2 separate regions of the Gasterosteus aculeatus genome follow, and region 1 is linked to region 2. A link is a contact called in public Hi-C data. All regions are on one chromosome and are shown on one strand. Each heading gives the region's core, a stretch centred on a gene start, on an enhancer-like site or on the middle of the called end of the contact. The rest is flanking DNA. Distances are from core to core; before and after follow the strand shown. Region 1 has its middle 16 kb from the start of ndfip1l. Region 2 has its middle 11 kb from the start of spry4.

The links. Hi-C and Micro-C count contacts between places; a contact is called where the count stands out from the background.
Region 1: a contact with region 2 is called in a Hi-C map of blood and trunk muscle, with 2.8 times the contacts expected there. The contact joins two enhancer-like sites. A contact is called at or near these places in 3 of 6 Hi-C or Micro-C datasets (blood and trunk muscle, liver and skeletal muscle).

What each region holds. Positions count from the first base shown.
Region 1 is chr7:27,102,440-27,107,128 of fGasAcu3.hap1.1, forward strand. No RefSeq gene overlaps it. Among protein-coding and RNA genes, the nearest start is that of ndfip1l, 16 kb to the right of the region's middle. Within about 2 kb of position 1,307, at least 4 of the 9 cell types and tissues checked have open chromatin away from gene starts, as enhancers often do.
Region 2 is chr7:27,063,474-27,068,207 of fGasAcu3.hap1.1, forward strand. No RefSeq gene overlaps it. Among protein-coding and RNA genes, the nearest start is that of spry4, 11 kb to the right of the region's middle. Within about 2 kb of position 2,333, at least 3 of the 9 cell types and tissues checked have open chromatin away from gene starts, as enhancers often do.

The DNA.
Region 1 (4,689 bases), core at 57-2,556, 38 kb after region 2:
GCTCAGAGTTTATGGCAGGACCATTTAAGTCACCGATCCACAGGAAGCTGCACAAAACCCAGAGACTTCAAGAAAGTAAACACGCACGATGGAAATGTGTGTAAAACAACGGTCAGTTAACTCTTCACTACTCAAAGCCGATCGTTTCTAAAAGATCCGTTTCTCCGTCCGACGCCCGACGAGCGGTTGTTCTAACGGACAAGTGTTCGCTGTGTGATGTTAGTATCACTCCTCTCATCAAGGTTTGTCCCAGGACTTTATCCCCCGGGCAACATCGGAACTCACTGTTTACCCATCCCATAATAAGGTCCATTCAGCTGAGGACATCTTGATTAGGTCTGCCGAACGTCTGGTTCTCATTTAGCATTGGAGGATGGGGACACAGGAGAAAGGAAGGAAGGAGGGAAGGGGGTTAGACAGAAGAGGAGAAGAGGACACGACGTGTACAGAAAGTGAGGTGAGGGCTTAAAAAAACTGAGCGGGAAACAGAAAACAATGAAGAAAAAGGCAACGGTGCCTTTTAGTGAGATGTAGGAATAATAAGTGGACGTTCGTATTCATATAACGAAATAATGTTCCAATGTTCCTCATCTGACTTAAAGACAGTAATGTGTGAAAGACTTTTTCCTATTTGCGCGGCATAACAGTCTACCTCAGTTACCCTCTGCGGTGATGTGGCACACTCGTGCTGACCCTGGGAGAAGTTGACTTAGTACAACAAACATCTGATGAATTCTGGGGTAATTGGATTTCCTTTGGGATATCCTTGAAAGAACTGCACGTCTCCCTTTCCTGGCAATACCCTCTGCAAACAAAAACATGAGCAACTAGGAAAAAAAAGTCTCTTAAAAAGCTCAGTGAACCGCTCTTATCCATCTACAGTATATGTTTCAGATGTTTTGCTGAACAAAACAGTTACATGTGGCTCCAAATAAACGATTGCATTCATCCCCAGCACAATAAAGGAGCAACTTTTAGGGTAGTTCCTGTTGATGTTTATTCAAGAAGGTTATTATAATTATCTGTCTGATAAATAAGACGTCACTGCCAAAGACAATTAGCTTAGCTGGAAGCAGCTGAAATTCATGATGATCACAACTTTTGACAATGAATCGATATATAATACGATGAATTTGGCTTCCAGAACGTGGCGGCCTTCATGTGCTCCCCTGCTACACAGCAGCAGACGGACACACTTACACAAGCGCATCCTGTCGCACACGCACACATATGCAGGTATACGAGTGTGTAGCCAAATATGCAACACGGAAAGAGAGAGAGTGCGTGTTTGTGTGACAGAGTAGAGTTCATGTAACAAATAAGGGACAGTAGAGTCAACAGTCCTGTAGATAGGCTGCTGATAGAGTGTTCCGGAGCTTCCGCTGCCCTTTGTTTACCTAATGATAAGGTAGATCTGTATGCATGTGCGTGTGTGTGTGTGTGTGTGTGTGTGTGTGTGTGTGTGTGTGTGTGTGTGTGTGTGTGTGTGTGTGTGTGTGTGTGTGTGTGTGTGTGTGTGCATGAACCCTTGTGATTGAGTGGGTGTTTTCCATTTCCCATTGCGCCACAAGCAGCTCACATATTACATCCCTGTGTGTGTGTGTGTGTGTGTACATTAATATATTATTGGAGCAACACCGTCAACAAGTTATACGTTCTGAGAGAAATGTATTCCCCAGGATTGTCTTGAAGCTCGACGTGTTTTGAGTGGAAAGAGGTGAAACGGGTTTTTGGATCGCGTGCACGCGTAGCAGGGAGGTGGTTTTGGAGTTGAAAGGCAACGCGTGCAACTCACAGGACTTTGATACCTGAAACACGAGTCCGTTTCATGTCAGGATCTCAGGTTTTTTAAGTTCGCCAGCAAATCAGATTGAGGGCAAAGATAAGAATTATTTTTGACAAATTTTGACAAATACAGTACATTTTATTTTGCAGAAAATGAGTCTTAATTACATTAGTACGCCCACTCAGTTTAAAGCTGCACACTATAGTGCATCAAAAAACCTTTAAGGACATTAAGGAACAAAGGTTTCCTTGTCGAGACAAACTAGGCCTTCTATTGTTTTAGTGCAACCTTGTCTCAGCGGGCTGAGTAAGCACCTCTTCCGATTCATCTGCGAGCGGAAATTTGGCTACAGTGCAGTCAGACAAAAATGAAATACAGAGAGACAAACACGGTGGGTGAGAGTAACCACTTAGGAGGAAAAGCCAGAGTGGAGAGAGAGACAGACCCACATTCGGACAGACGGGTTGCTGTCGTACTTCCTTCTCTGCAGTCTCCAGCCCGACACAGAGCGGAGGAGTCATGCATCAGCGGAGGAAATTGGGAATGTGAAACATGCCAGATTAGAGAAGCAATCTGAGGACCTGCAGGAAAACTCAATGGCTTCAACCATGGGAAAAAAGCACGCACCCGGACACGCACAAACACGAACGTGCGTGTATGCGCGCACAAGCGCAAAAACCCTCCAGATTTTGGGCCACCTGCTGCATTCCGCAGCCAATAAGTCAGCTACTTAGCCAGCTTTTAATCAGCCAGTCAGTCAAGGAGCCAGACACTAAAGCAGCCGTCCACCGCGTCAGCCAGACAACTGACCGGCCCTCAACTACTCAGAGGGATTTACTACTTCAGTCTTTTGCAAGCAAGTCAGATGATGACACAAATGCACAAATGCAAAAAGCACGGCAACAGCAACAAAAGATGTTGGAGGTTACTTGAAACATGAAACAATTAACGCTAAATCATGAAGGAGATTATCTGATTAGAGAATGCAAACTACGACGGACCTTCACGTAGAAGGGACGGATTACTGGAGACAATAGCAAAGGGCTTTAAGTCATTCTACACATGTGAGCTCAGCATCGGTCAGCCTGTCAAGTGGCCAGCCAGCCATCCACCCGCGCACACAAACACACACACACACAGACAGCCAGGACGAGACATGAGCAGAGGAGGCAGTTATTACGGAGGAAGCCGGGGCGTTTTAAAGACATTATATACCCCTCGGAGAGAGGCAGTCGGAGGCAGCACAGCTGACTGAAGCGCTTCAAAGCAGGAAGGAGCCCAGCCGGCACATCCACCCATCTCCACCGGCCTGCATGCTACTGGGTTGGATGTGCGGCGGCTGCACCTGTTGCCAGCCAGCATCCCAGAAAGTGGGATGAAGCCACAGAGTCACAGAATTTAATCAGAACACGCAGCCGCAGCTCTGCCGACCGCTCCAGTACTTTTCATTGGCTAGTTTGGGTTTCCTGAACAACTTTAATCTGACACCAACACATTGACCATTTGCACTTTATTAGGAGGTTGAATGTGCAAATAGTGCAAATCATTTCTTTCATTTCCTCGGTTTATATCTAGTAGCAATAACTGGGTTTTGATGCGATGCACCTTTGTTCTGTCACAGAGTAAGTTGTTGAATAAGTAATCGGCAGCACAATGGATGTGCCCGCGTCCCAACGCGCCGTGAATGCTTGACCAGATTTGCCTTCCTTATTTCCGCTTCTCGGGTCTGTCATTTCATCCTCTTGATCGATATTCCATCTCTCTCTCTCTCTCTCTCTCTCTCGCCCCCATCATCCGTCTTCAGTCTCTGTCTCTCTGTTTTCTTTCCCCTCAACATTTCCTCCCCCCCTCCCTCCCCCTCTGCACTAGTCACACTCACCACCTCCTCCTCCTCCTCCTCTCTCCAGCACCTGTGCCCCTGCGGTGGGGGAGTTCCGGGGAAGAGGAAACCCCCGGGGCAGCCAGGCACCTCACAGATGGTTAGCAAATTACACCTTCATTACTTCTCCTCTTCCTCTCTTCCGCTCTTCCTCTGGCCGCCGCTTCACAATGACTCGCTGTTCCTGTGACCCCTCACATCTGTTAGCGGCTGACCAGCCTGCTCATAAAAGTAGCACGTATTTAGATAATGAAACCACGATGCTGCTTATATTATATATTATATTAACTAAAAAACAATGGGGTAAAAGGCCTGACGTGTCGTTTTATCTGTGTTTTTTCTTCATTGTATTGCATTTCAAGCAGTTCTGAATACATGGATTTTATTGAAACCAGAGAAATCCTGCGATCAATCTGACGCTGTTGATTTAAATGTAAGATGGCCAGCGATGGGTTTGTTGAGCAGATGTTTGCCCCGCGCTGCAGTTTCCACTGGGATGTGTTGGATTTGTGTTTCCCGGTTGGCCCGGTTCTGTGTGACCCACAGTCATTGATAAATCATCTGAGGTATCTCCGGAGAGATCTTCACACTATTCAACTGGAAAGGGAAAGTTTAAAAAACAGAGTGTGGGTAAAACTATAAAACTGTTTAGTGGAAAGATGCTTATGGGAACCACACAATTTAACTCTAGTAATGATTCGTTTGAGTATAATGTGATATGTAAATATCAGCCTGAGGAGCCTGTTTTTTTGCACCTTAAAATCAGATTTTTTGCCAAACGTGAAAAAACCACTTCAAAAAACAAAAACCATATGCAGTTAAACTTAAATAAAGCGATTCCTGTTAAAGTACAATCCTCTCGTAGCTTGTAATAAGCCACCCGCACATTTATTTCATTGAGTTAGCGATGATTAATCATCAGAAAGAACACAGGAACACAAAACTCAACTTGTTCACCTTTACGAGTATTCCTAATTAAAGAGCCGCGGTTTTGGTTGCTGAAAGTGATCGTTTGTAGTGACCA
Region 2 (4,734 bases), core at 1,083-3,582:
CCTGTGAACTGTATTCGGCACCTGGTTTCTTTCCCCCGTGGCTCCTGTTCACTCTTACTGTACCAATAGTTTTCTCTTGATTTACTTCCGATCTTTAATATTGGAGGGTTTCTGAACAAATAACATAAAGGCTTGACACCGTGACTCTCTTGAAACATGTTCTTAAAGTCTGGTCGAATCGGCTTATTCTCCACTTCTCACATAGCAGATATATTTATTATGGTATGGAACGTCATGGTATACTATTACCAGAGCTGTAAGACCAACCTAACCAGACCAAGAGTCCAAGGTAAGCCCAGCGATCAATCCAGTGGGGTCATCGTCGGTAACTTAACACAGCTCAAAAATATCAGAAAACATACATCAAATATCAGTACTGGATCAAAGCTGATGGATAAAAGTGCCTCAGGGAATACGGGACTCAAACGCCACATGAGCCATGAAGTAAAGTGGGAGCTGAGCCCACCGGGTTTTTCATCCAAACCGAAACTCATCAATCCAGCAAATGTCCCGAGGTGCCGTTTAGCGAGACTTTGAATTCCCGCCAACACACCAGGAGTGCTATTGCAGCTCACCCTGCTCGTCAATGTCCTCGAGGAAGAAAGCAAGAAGAAACACCTCCCTGGGTAGAACCAGAGTGACCCGGCCTCGACTCGCTTTTCATTATTGTGGCTCCTGCTGATTGATCAAGAAGATCTTGTAGGGGGAATTAAGAATCAGTATGGGAGACCCAGAAGTTACTCTAACTTTTAGATTTGATGTGTAAGTGTACGGGACTCCACCCAAAGATGTAAAAATCGACCAGGCTTTTAAAGCAGTATTCTCTCCTTCTCCCGTTGGTTCCCAGTTGTCAAACTGCAGCCATTACAGTCTGGGTCAGGTTTCCCATGAGCATCCCAACACTGAGAAAATCTTTGTTCCATTGTGAGCCGTGAGCTCTGAGAGAGGCTTTTGGGAAGCTGGAAGCTGGCGGTTCACAGGATCCCGTTCACCTGAGCAGGAGAACCACAGGGGGAGAAAGAGGACATGGGTGATGTGAAAAGGAACACGTATACAGAGACACAACGTCACAGAAGAATACACAGACACACAAATACATGGAATGAACACTCGCTTCTGTCGGACATAACAAATTACATAACAAATTTTGGTAATTACAAAATTTTGCATCCATATTTGGAGAGAGTCTTTGTGGGATTATGTAGTTTAGTTTGCTGACTACCATGTGTATATATTTAAGTTAACAAATCAACTCCCTTTCAGAGCTTTGGGGAGTAGATTTGAGTCCTTTTCTGTTTTGTGTTGCACTATTACTTTCGCTGGGTGAGCACCGAAGGTCAGCTGTAAGAAACGATCAAATTAGGGTTTCTACAGTCCGTGGTGTGCACAGAGCGCGAATGCACGCACCATCCACGCACCGCAGATGATCTTCCCGCTGCCCACGACACACTCGGGATAGCGCTCACGTGGTCTGGGTCCAAGTAGACCGCGCCGAAGATGTCCGTGAGCGAGCTGGTGGGTCTGAGCGGAGAGAGAGGGGTGTAACAGATCACTCCAAGGTGCAGACGCGCGGCGGCGAGGTTGACGGGCAGAACCTCCCAATTGCAACTGATGAAACCGCAAGTCCTTAACATTCCTGCATGATCGTATGTTCCAAACAAATACCCAAAAAGGGCGGCGTGGTCCGGACGGCGGAGTGGGCTGCTACGGTAGAGGAATGCCTTGATGGATGATCCCAAATCAAATACTTCACACCAGTGTTTCATTTGACACGTGGCTCAAAGGCAATGGCTAGAACCTGTTGTCAGACAAACTCGGGCTGACGGCGCAAACCTTTGCTTTCTTCTTGAAGGCCTTCAAAGTGACGAATGAATTTGTTCACACTAAAAGTTCCAGAAATAGTTGTGTGAAGCATGAATAACAAGAGCATGCTGCTAAAATAAACACGTGCAAGTAATGTAATATTTCTGTTTGATTAAGAAACTTCATCAGGGCTTTAAGACTTTAAACACAAACCTTTGCAGCTGTCAATACCACAGATAGCAAAAGTAATAGAACTGCATTCCTAAAACAACAACAACAACTGAACAAGTTTACCGCTCACGATATGTCAAGATGTCTTTTTGAAATGTATTGATGTTCCACCAAATATTCCTGAGCCAGGAAGCCAGTAGTTTGGAGAAGCAGAATGTTTGTTTGACATGACCCCAGTAACTTCTGAAATATCCATCACCCTCACATTCAGAGTTCATCGGAAGCGCTGTCAAGGGTTGAGTATGTGAAACAGATTTCTGGGACAAGATCTCTAAACAAACATCACGAGGTCTCTGCTAAACCGGTTGGATCATCAACCTGTTTTCTTTCTGAGCACGTCTTCCACTCTGTGGAGTGTGTGTGTGTGTGTGTGTGTGTGTGTGTGTGTTCCTCTAAAAGTTCTAAAAGGATGTAAATCACCCCGTCAAAAGTAAGTGCACACTGAGAGACACACACTAGACCAGATCAAAATTAAAACTGCTTTTGTTTATAGGAAGAGAAAATTAATATTTTAACTTGTGCGTCTATGCGTCACAGTCATTTTAGGGCGGGACATCAGTCAAATGGCAACAATTCTGTTTTGTTTGCCGTGACAGAATATCCATGGACAAAGCACACCCGACAAAATGATTCACCCTTTGAATTACGATCGCAAACACCTTTTGCATCATAATTCATGAGACAATCTCTTCTGCAAACTCAGTGAATCAGTGTTTTGTTTCCATGTTCCTCACCAAAGGAACGTACATCTCGAGGCGGCCGACAGCGTCGTTACACCAGAGAGCTCGATGTCACACGGAGACATCGGTGGTCAGGTTCTGAAATCAGTGAAATCAATCTGTGAAAATGAGAATCTCCCGGTTTTGTGAGAAGGCTTCATGACGGGATGGTGAGAGAAGTCAAATATGTTAAGGAGATGTGGTTTCGTTTGATTCACAGCACGAAAGGTACAAGAGTTTTGAACCTTAATATTAAGCTTCTCCTCACCATTATAGGCCTGTAATTTGAGTCAGGGCGGGCTGAGAAAGTTCCTCAACCCTTTAACACAACAAACACATGGCGAAGAGCGGGAACCCGTTTTTTGATGGTCAAATAAATGCTGCGTTTACGCCTTTTAAAAAGCGCTCCACGTGAAGTCCGGACAGCGAGGCGCTCTTTGTTTTCAACTTAAATCCGTGTTCTGCTCAACAACAAAAAAAATCCTCAGTCATACATTGTCGTGTAGCCGCTTTTTTTTCCAAATAAGAAAGTGCTTGGATGGCTGTCACAGGCTAATGAAGTCACGGGTCAATGGGTCACTTAGCAACAGGCTGCAAAGGCCACAGAGGACGAGAGAGAGAAGGAAAAAAGCAGGAGGGCAAAGACAAACGCTCGCCGCTTGAGTGCCCTCGTGTCGGCAGCGCCATCTCCGACTGTCACCGCCTTGAGTGACACACATCGGGGTTGAGGGGTCACCAGGGGTGAAGGAAGTGTGACGCATGTGGGTGGGTGTCTTTCAGGAGCTGCAAAGGTCCTCGGAGAGGAACCGTAGAGGCAGTTATTGCGGGACAGGTTCTGAGCCTGTTTGACCAAACGCTCCCTATTAAAAAACGGAACCCAGGAACGGAATGTTTCTTCATTTCACCGCCTATGAAATTAGCCGTTCACACTGGAGCACCACAGCGACAGCAGAGACGCTTTGGCAGCGAGCCGTAAAAATCAAACGTGCACTCTGGTGGCAAATGTAGCTGCTGCTCGGATTGAGTTCAACGGGGTTGTGGAATGAATAAAGCACCACGTTTATGTACAGCGAAGCACAGCAGCGCCATTAAGTAACAAAGCTTCTGCTGCAAATCAGACACTGTGATCAGTCATTTGGTCAAAGTATATACAAAGTATAGCTGATCATGGCAACGATTGACACAAACACACTGTATGTGCATTTTATCAGGCGATGCATTAGTGATTTAAGTCAACGACCTGTTAATGTCTTGATATGTTACTTGTTGAATGGTTTGAGTGCCGAATAATGAATGGGTGACGAGCAAAGGGACAGGGACACATTTTACAACAGGAAGGAAGCAAAACAGGTTGTGTGGCACTTTGGCAACAATGTGTTTATGTGTTTGGTTTAAAGTTGAGTTAATTTGTTAGTAGCAAAATTCAATTAATTACAGTGCAGGAGAGGAAGTGCGTCCTAAGGCGACTTTAGTGTTGAACATTTTTAATACAGATTGTTCCTGCAATGTATATATATATATATATATATATATATATACAGTGTATATATATATATTCTTGAACAGGCATTTACCTAAAATTTACCTCATCTTCACGCTGCATTCTTTAAAAAGAAAACGTATAAATAAGAATTAGATAAAAAAAGATACGCAAATAAACAAATACGTGTATGTTTGCGTAGCAAAAAAAGAGAAAGGCGATAAAAAACTCACACGTGGGCATTTTGTCACTTGGCGATGAGCCGGAGGGGAATGATAGATGGAGGTGACCGGGGGGGATGGTGGGTGAAGGTGGAGTGTGTGTGAGTGACAGAACAGAGGGAAGGTAGGGGGGCAAGGAGGCAGGTGGGTGGTGTGAAGATTGTGAAAGGGTAGGCTGCTGTTATTCGGGCGGGAGCTGCAGAGGAGATTGGAAGTGAAGGGAGGGTGTGACTGACACATGGATAGAGACGACTAGCAGGGGGCGGTGGGAGGTGGCGAG